Regions from separate parts of the Rattus norvegicus genome. Here region 2 is linked to region 1. Evidence: chromatin contacts called from public Hi-C data. All regions are on one chromosome and are shown on one strand. Each heading gives the region's core, a stretch centred on a gene start, on an enhancer-like site or on the middle of the called end of the contact. The rest is flanking DNA. Distances are from core to core; before and after follow the strand shown. Region 1 holds the start of Tmem186 (transmembrane protein 186). Region 2 overlaps Tmem114 (transmembrane protein 114).

Region 1 (4,070 bases), core at 920-3,419:
CATGCTAGGCAAGCAGTCTACAAAGTGAGCATCAGCCCAGTCCCTGGTATTAGCTTTTGTCTCATCCATGTTCTTGACCAGGGCTACAACGGCCTACTTGCTGTTCTTGAGTGTGGCCAGGGTTCCGAATACTTGTGAGAAACGATCCCTGTCCAGGATTCGGCCATAGCGTAGGGTGAGGTAGAAGGTCTGCTTGCCACTGTACTGCTGGATACGCACGAACACATCCTGGACCCGTTCCTCGGATTCTGACAGGGGTATCATGTCTGACACGGCACAGTATGTGTCCTGTCGCCAGCCCCAGAAGGTCAGGTGGGCCACTCGAAGCAAGGTACCTGACTCATTCACATAGAGGATGCCTACCAGTCTCCGGAAGAAGTGGCTCATCCAGCACAGCATGACCAGGGCAAAGCTGGCAATCCCACTCATAAGGCCCAGTGAGCTGAGGGTCATGAGGCCTTGTGAGTAGCAGTAGAAGCCTGGGGGCAGGGCCACCACAGTCACAGCTGTCTGTGCCAACTTCAGCCGAGACAGGAACCCAAGTGCTCTGATGGCATTGAAGCGGTAGATTGTGTGGAATTTTTCAGTCTCTGTGCCTGGTGGCTTCTCCTGTGAGGGGGGAGACCTGCTCCCCACCCACCTTATGGAATCCCCCTGCCCAGCACGGCACCACAGTTGCTGTAGAGGCCTCCTCCATGCAGCGGGCCCCTGCAGCCTTGGCACAGCTCGAAGGAGGAAAGCCTGGAAGAGAGAGGTTCCTTTCAGAAATCATCCAGGCTAATCACACAATGAACAAGGCAAAGCATCTCCCAGAAAGGCTTCAACCAACCCTGGCAAGACACCGTGACTGCCAGAGGAAAGTAAGTGATAAAGCCAGAAGCTTTATTTTTTGTGGAATTCTACTCTAGATAAGTACCATTCTCCCATTTTTTACAACTAAATAAGCAAGCAAACAAAACAAAACCCTAATCCTAGCCAGTGAGATAGCCCATCTAGAACTGGGGCTTGCTACCAAACCGGGTGAATTTGATCCCTGAAGCCAACATGGTGGAGGAAGAGAAATTACTCAAGCAGGACATCCTGGACCCCTACATGCCATAGCACAAGTAAATGCACACGAACTAAACACACACACGATTAAAACAAATTTTAAAAAAGCATTAAAAAACAAAACAAAACAAAAAAACCAACAACACCAAAAAAACCCTAGGCCCTCCCCACCCCTGGCCCTGGCCCCAAGTGCAAGGAAACAAAAGCAGTCTCTGACACTCAGACAGGTCCTTTCCCCCGAGCAGGTCCAAATAAACATAGAAAACCTGTACGTCCAGCCATTCAACAGAGATGGGCCAACAGTGCACTTAAAACTTCCTTCCTTCCTCAAAGGGTAAATCAATCGGTGTCGGAAACCCACACAACAAAACCATGGGGTACTTATCACAGAACCTTTGCAGTCCTCTGACTGCCTTACACGCCAAGAGAATTTCTTCGCATGAATTAGCCTGGTTGGGAAGCAGAGAAGTGAGGCACGGAGGCCCTCAACACACTGCACAATGACTGTCTGGAATAAGTAGAAGAGTGAGCAAATTCTGGGCTTCAGAGTAAGAGGACACTAACTGTGCATCCTTCATCTTTCCAAAGAAAACCTCAGAATACGCTAGGGAGACATGGTTCTTTTTTTTTTTTCTCTCTCTCTCTCTTTTTTTCGGAGCTGGGGACCGAACCCAGGGCCTTGAGCTTGCTAGGCAAGCGCTCTACCATTGAGCTAAATCCCAACCCCGAGACATGGTTCTTAAGCGCTGAACTTGGTGTGCGCACTGGGACGATGAAGACCGTCCATGTGACCCAAGGGAAAGAAACAAGGCAGAGAAATAGCACGTAAAAATACACTCTGGCCTTCCACCGACTGATTTCCCGAGTGGGCAGCCCAGGTATCCTTCCTGCCAGTCGTAGGCCGGACCCGGTCGCTAAGTGCGGTCCCTCCTTTACCGCCCACCACCTGACATTCCTACCATGAGCCTGTCGCCTGCTACAGGAAGTACGCCGACCTTGTCCCCGGAAACTTGAAGGGCTCATGCGCGGGAGGTTAATGCGCTAACTCAAGGAAAAAAAAAAAAAGTACTACGGCTTGGGAACTGTAGTTCAAATTTTGTATCCGCCCCGAGTGTCCCGTAAGCCATTAGAGAATCTTCCCATCGTGCCTTGGAGTTCCGGGGCTCGGAGCGGACCCGGAAGTTCCGGGTGGAGTTCCGGGTGCCAACGAGTCTTCTGACTGGAGAAATGGCCACGCTCTGTCTCTTTGACATGGATGGGACCTTGACTGCCCCGCGGCAGGTAGGCGGCGCCCGGGGAGCTCCTGGTGGTGGGGCAGAGCCCTTGCTGCCCCAGACCGCCGTAAGGACTGTCCGGGAACCAGTAGACCTAGGTCCTGAGCGGGGTCCTGAGTGGGATGCGCAGGAAGAGGGGGCCAGAAAAGCCTTCCGAGTAGGAAACGTGTTCAGAGTCGAAAAGTTCGGGTCCGAATTTCTTCTAGGGTTCCTCGGGTCTGGTGTCCTGGATTGAACTCCAGCCTCCACCCTCTGACCTGCTGTGTCACCTCCCCAGCCCTGTCACCTCTGACTGTCTCTTCTAGTATATCAAGGGCAGGTTTTCAGCTGTCTGACCTTGAGCAAATGTCTTTCGCGGAGTCCTTGAAGCCCCTTTAAATGTGATGCTTAGGTGAGGATCACAGAGACTAATTAGAAAGTCCGGTGGGACTTCCTTCCGCTAACCGAACTTGTTATAGCCAAAGATAAGTTTGTGTGGGTTCGTTCTGGTGATGGCATTCTCTCTGCCTCCTATGCACAAATGCATGATTGAACAGAAATCATACAAATGAGAGTAGGCTCAAATAGCTTGGGTGTCGCCACCTCTGCCCCACCCCTTTTAGATTTCGTGGACTGTGTCCCAGAAGCCCCTGTAGTGTGTGTAACCTTAGATATGTCAGTCTATCTTTTTTTTAATTTTTTTATTCCTTTGCAATTACATGTGTACAGTGTATCCGATTGTATTCACCCCCCCCCCAACCTTCCTGTGCTCCCTATGGAGAACACTGACCCACACACCCTCTTCTGTTTTCATGTCCTTTTTAAAATTTTTATTTTAATACCTCTCTAAGTCCAGTTAGTGCTACACACACACACACACACACACCACACACACACACACACACAGCCATCCATCAAGTGATAGGCAACATATCACCCATGCTGAAATGTTAACTGGCTTGATCTTGTACAGGGAACCATGGTTGCTGAATTCATAATGTCCAGAAGACAGCATTTCGTTTACCACACTTCTCTCCATCCTCTAACTCATACATTCTTTCTGCCCCCGAGCCTTGGCAGGGTTGATAAAGGGTACTACTTATTCTTAGCACTTTGACCAGGTATGAGTCTGCATTAACCACTGCCCACTACAAAGAGAAACTTTTCTTACCAGGGTTGAGAGCAGCATTAATTATGGGTATAAACATAGATATTTAGAAGGCAATTTGACAAGATTTCCATTTAACAAAACAACAACCATAGGTTTCCCCACAGTGCCTATGAGCTCCACAGTCATAGACTTTTGACCAAGTACTGTACGAGGCATTAATTCCTTCCTGTGGAATCGGCCTTATATTCAACCAGGAAGTGATTTTGCTACCCCCAAAACAGTCATTCCACCATTGCACAAGCCAGTACACATTGCCCAGCAAGTCAGTGCTGTCTCGCAGGACCCATGGCTGGGAAATGCCCCAAATGACTTTCCTTCCACCGTGCTTTACATAGCACCTTCCAGCACTATGAAAGCTAAACATGCCAGTTCCAGCCTGATGTCTCTGTGTCTTGAAACTGAAGTGTGCAGTGTCTCCAGCAATATGGATTTACCATTTAGTTAGGGTGGGCGACCAAGAGCAATTTCAATAGCCCGTGTTATTTTGGGGTCCTAGTTCTCTCTGGTCAACAATATCCCCCCACACCTGGAACCAACGTTTTTGTTCTTTGTTGTTGTTTTTTAAATAATTCATGTCCTGTAGAAGACATTTGTAT
Region 2 (4,070 bases), core at 700-3,199, 200 kb before region 1:
AGTGCAGGAGAGCCCTCCCTGCCTCTTGTCTACTGGGAGGTAGTGCTATTCGGGGAGAGATGCCCCATCCCTTCCCTCATCCCTCATCTCCTATTGCAGCAGGAGAGCTGGCCCTGGTGTCATGACATTAGGAGACTGGTCTCTGTCCCTCACTAGCTGTAACACTCAGGAGAACAGGCCCTGTATCTCGTCTGAGTAACAGGGTAGAGCTGTCCCTGGTTGCTGGGGCTACAAATGAACCAGCCCCCAAAGCAGGAGAGCTGATACCTCTAGGGCCCAGATCCAGGGCTTTGAATCGGCCCACCCCAACACCTTCCCTATAGATGAACGGCAGGAGTGCATGAAGGGGCCACTCCCACAGATCCAAAACTACAGAATCTCCATGACAGGTCAACAATAGGTTATCTGAGAGGAGTCCAGTGAGGATCCGGTACTGATAGAATAATGGAAGCCAGAGCCCTCATACCGGACCAGTGTGTCACTGCAATGAACAAGTGTGAACAAAAGGGTATATAAACTGTGGGACACACTGTGACACGATACAGCTTCCACAATGAGATTTTTTTTTCTCTGTTGGTGGGGAGGTTGCAAGGGTAGAGGGTGGGCATGAGGGGAGCAGGAGATGAGTGGGATTGGGGGGCTGGTGTAAAAGTACAAAGAACCAATAAAAAGCTGAAATCTTTGTTTTACAACTTTATTCCACCAGGGACCAATGAAGCCCAAACATTACGAGTTGGGTGCTTTTCTGTGACAATGTTAGATGACAGCAGTGGAGAGAGTCTAAGGACAGACCCAGGGCCTGTCTGCCACAAACCTCCACAGGCTCTCAGATCCAGAAGGAATTAGAATAGGACAGAATAGAGCAGAATGGACTATCAGCAGAATCCTGCCCCATTGTACGCCTTTTCCTCTGGTCAGGAGCACGGCCTGCAGCTAGCCCTTCTCTCTCACACCACATCTCTCCGTCCACTCCCCTTCATTGCCTCAAACATGTCACCTTGTCCCCACAGCAGCACCTTTTCTCTCTCCTGCCGCCGCCTGCGTGGTCTGCTGCTTCCTTACGCAGTCACCAGCTGAAGAGACGTCTCTCCCATCCAGCGGGTCACCTCGTCACTGCCTTTCATCATCTGACTTTAAGCACAGCCTGACTGCTGCACATCCCTGGACCGTACTTGTTGCCTGTTTCCCTGTGACAGGGTAAGGGCCCTTCCACCATCTTTTTGTTGTCTTTCCAGGTCTGTGACAACATATCTGGAGAAAAAGCAATTCCAAGTTGCTATCCATCGCTGTGGGGAAATCAAGGTGGGAACCGGAAGCAGCTAGTTGTGCTATAATGGGTCGAGAACAGAAAGCGATGGATTCGTGCAGGTTTGGGCTCAGCTCAATGTCTCTACTCGAATACAGTCCGCTGGGTCTTCCCACATTAACAAAGGGTTGGAGACAATCAGTCACAGAATCCCTCACTGAGACACTCTTCCCAGGTTTTCCACGTTGGGTCAAGTTGACAGAACCACCACCCACCAATGTGTCCCCAGGATTGACCCCCACATCAGATGTCCAGAAACAATGAACAAGTGAATTTCTCCTCTTCGACGCTCTTGGCTGTGCACTGCTTCACTCAGGAGTCTCCTCCACCTCAAATGTATTTATTAACCCGTAGTCCCGGAATATATTATCTTCAGCCTCTACCTTCAACCTCCAGTTGGGACTTCAGTCGTGAGGACCAAAACTGTCTCCAAAACTGTCCTGCTCTGTCCTGGAAACCTGGAGGTTTTAACAGCTTTCCTTAGCCCCTTTAGTTGTTCCTCTGGCGCAGTTCTTTGATGTGACCAGCAGATGGCAGCAAAGACCGTCCTTCTGGTAACAGCCTCTGCAAAAGTTTCCTCATGCTGGACTCCTGTCAGTCTCTAGCAGGGTTTGTTGGCCGGTGGGGCCTGCCTAGACTCTGTGTTTACACTTCTCCTGAGTAAACAGAAGATGTCCCAAGTCCTAGGTCCAGGGACAGAGAAGTGGGTGGTGCAGGTGTTGGCAGGAAAGCATTGACTGGTTTTGGAATTCCCATTGCAACCCTTTCCCTCCTGCTCCTCCTTATCACAGGCTGCCTGTGCCTCAGTTTCCTCATTTATATCCTGATGGATCTATCCCCACAATACTACATGTTTCCCATGCCTCTCTCCTCAACGTGTCAGCTCAGTGATCAAGGCTGGTCCAACAGTTGGTGCTCCTCACTCTTTCCAGTGTTCATTGACTGACTGACTGATGACTGATGACTGACTGACTGGCTGAATGTCATGCTGAGGATGATGGTGTCGTGGCTGAAGATTATAGCGCTCTGATAAAGTGGACGTCATTCTGAGAGTGGCATTGATGTCATGAAGTGTCGTCAGGGTTGTCTGAATGAGAATGGCCACCATACTTACAGGTTTGAGTATTTGACCCTCAGCTGGTGGGACTGTTTGGGAAGGATTAGGAGGTGTGGCCATGTTGGAGGAGGTGTGTTACTAGGGTTGGACTTTGAGGTTTCAAAAGCCCATCTATTTCCTGTGAGCTCTCTGTCTCCTACTTTTAGGTAAAGATGTAAGCCCTCATCTACCACCCCAGTGCTATGTCTGTCTGTCTGCTCCATGCTCCCTGCCAAGACAATCACACGCTCTAACCCTCTGAACCTGTGAGTCCCAGCTTTAACATGGTCATGGTGTTTGGTCACAGCAATAGAAAAGTAAGACAGTCCTTAGGATGTTGATGTCACTGAATCAACATCCTAAGGACTGTCACTTGATGGTGTCACTTGATGACAATGTCATTCGAGCATGGTGACATTGTGAAGATACGGTGTCATAATGCTAAGAACAGCGTTGTCCTCTAATAACACCCACCGATGGCTGTGAAACCCACTGACCCACTGGCAACTCCTGCAGCTCCTTCAGCCCAAGGATCCCATCTCTGGGCTGCAGTTCCCAGCGTCTCCTGCTGTACCAAGCTCCACCCACAGAGAGAGCACCCTCCTCTCAGGCTGGGCGAGGGCTGACACCTGGCCTTCAAGCTGGACACAGACACAGAGGTGACCATCTGCCATCTGAGGAGTAGACTGTGGTTTCCAAGACTGTTCTTTATAAGTTGTGACTGCCCCCTCCCCTCTTCCTCTGAGGGTCTCCTGACAACCCTGGAGAAGTACAGCGGACCAACACTGCCCAGCTGAGTGGTCCAGGGGGTCTCTAGCCTCTGGGATGCATCTGCTAACATTTCCAAATTCACTGAACCAGAAAACCTTTCCTATAAAGAATTAGGCAGGACCCTCCCAAGTCCTCCACTTCCCTCCTCCACCCCAACTCCCCTCACTTCCCTCTTCTCCACCCACTCTGTCACTCCCTACTTCCTTCCTTCACCCTATCCACTTCCTCCTTCACACCCTCAACCTTCACCCTCCCCACACCCCTCCCTAACCCTCTCCACTTTCCTCCTTTACCCCCTCCCTCCACTCTTCTCTCTCCCCTACCCGCTCTATCCACACATGCTGGCTGAGACTCACTCTGGGAACCTTCCCTCCTTGGTGCTGGGACCCCAGAGCTCTGACATCTCCCTGGTGCTACCCAGTGTCCTCCTGTCTGTGTCCAGGTTGTGTGAAGCTCAAGGCAACGTCTGAGGTAGAAAACCCCAGAGATGCTGGACGGGCAAGCAGGATGACTCCTGAAGAGTCGAGCATGCCAGCGTCTCTGTGCACCTTTGCACAAATTAACTGACCTCGCGGGTCCACTCAGCATCTCCTCCCAAAGAGAAGTTGACCCGAAGGGCAGAGCCGAGGACAAAATGAAGCCAGAAGAGGCGCAGAGTGAAGCAGAGCTGCAAAACTCCCGGGTGACTAGGATTGGCATTTATTTCAGGTGATATGGGTTCCACACTCCCTCTCCTCTTTGCGTCCACCAAAGGCACACAGCACAGCAGAATGGGCAGCCCAGATAGCACAAAGACAGCAGCCAGAGGGCGCTCATCCTCAGCGGGTCACCACTGGCCCTCTGGCCTCTATTTGGGGAAGAAACGGTCGCCATCCACTGAGATGGGTCTCAGGCCCT

Evidence for each region. A called contact is a pair of places that touch in the nucleus more often than the background predicts.
Region 2: a contact with region 1 is called in a Hi-C map of hepatocytes, with 2.4 times the contacts expected there. The contact joins the enhancer-like site here to the promoter of Tmem186 in region 1. A contact is called at or near these places in 4 of 12 Hi-C or Micro-C datasets (Schwann cells, hepatocytes and liver).

The regions. Positions count from the first base shown.
Region 1 is chr10:7,487,698-7,491,767 of GRCr8, reverse strand. Tmem186 (transmembrane protein 186) reads right to left here and starts at 2,169. Exons shown (of 2, transcript NM_001025756.1): 1 at 2,010-2,169; 2 at 1-741. The coding sequence starts at 2,012. The coding sequence ends at 94. Pmm2 (phosphomannomutase 2) reads left to right here and starts at 2,214. Exons shown (of 9, transcript NM_001106973.1): 1 at 2,214-2,331. The coding sequence starts at 2,278.
Region 2 is chr10:7,691,665-7,695,734 of GRCr8, reverse strand. Tmem114 (transmembrane protein 114) reads right to left here. Exons shown (of 4, transcript NM_001134638.1): 4 at 3,852-4,070. Among named protein-coding and RNA genes, the nearest start is that of Tmem114, 17 kb to the right of the region's middle. Within about 2 kb of position 1,949, at least 1 of the 93 cell types and tissues checked has an H3K27ac peak or open chromatin away from gene starts, as enhancers often do. A contact at or near this core is called in hepatocytes, where this site is marked.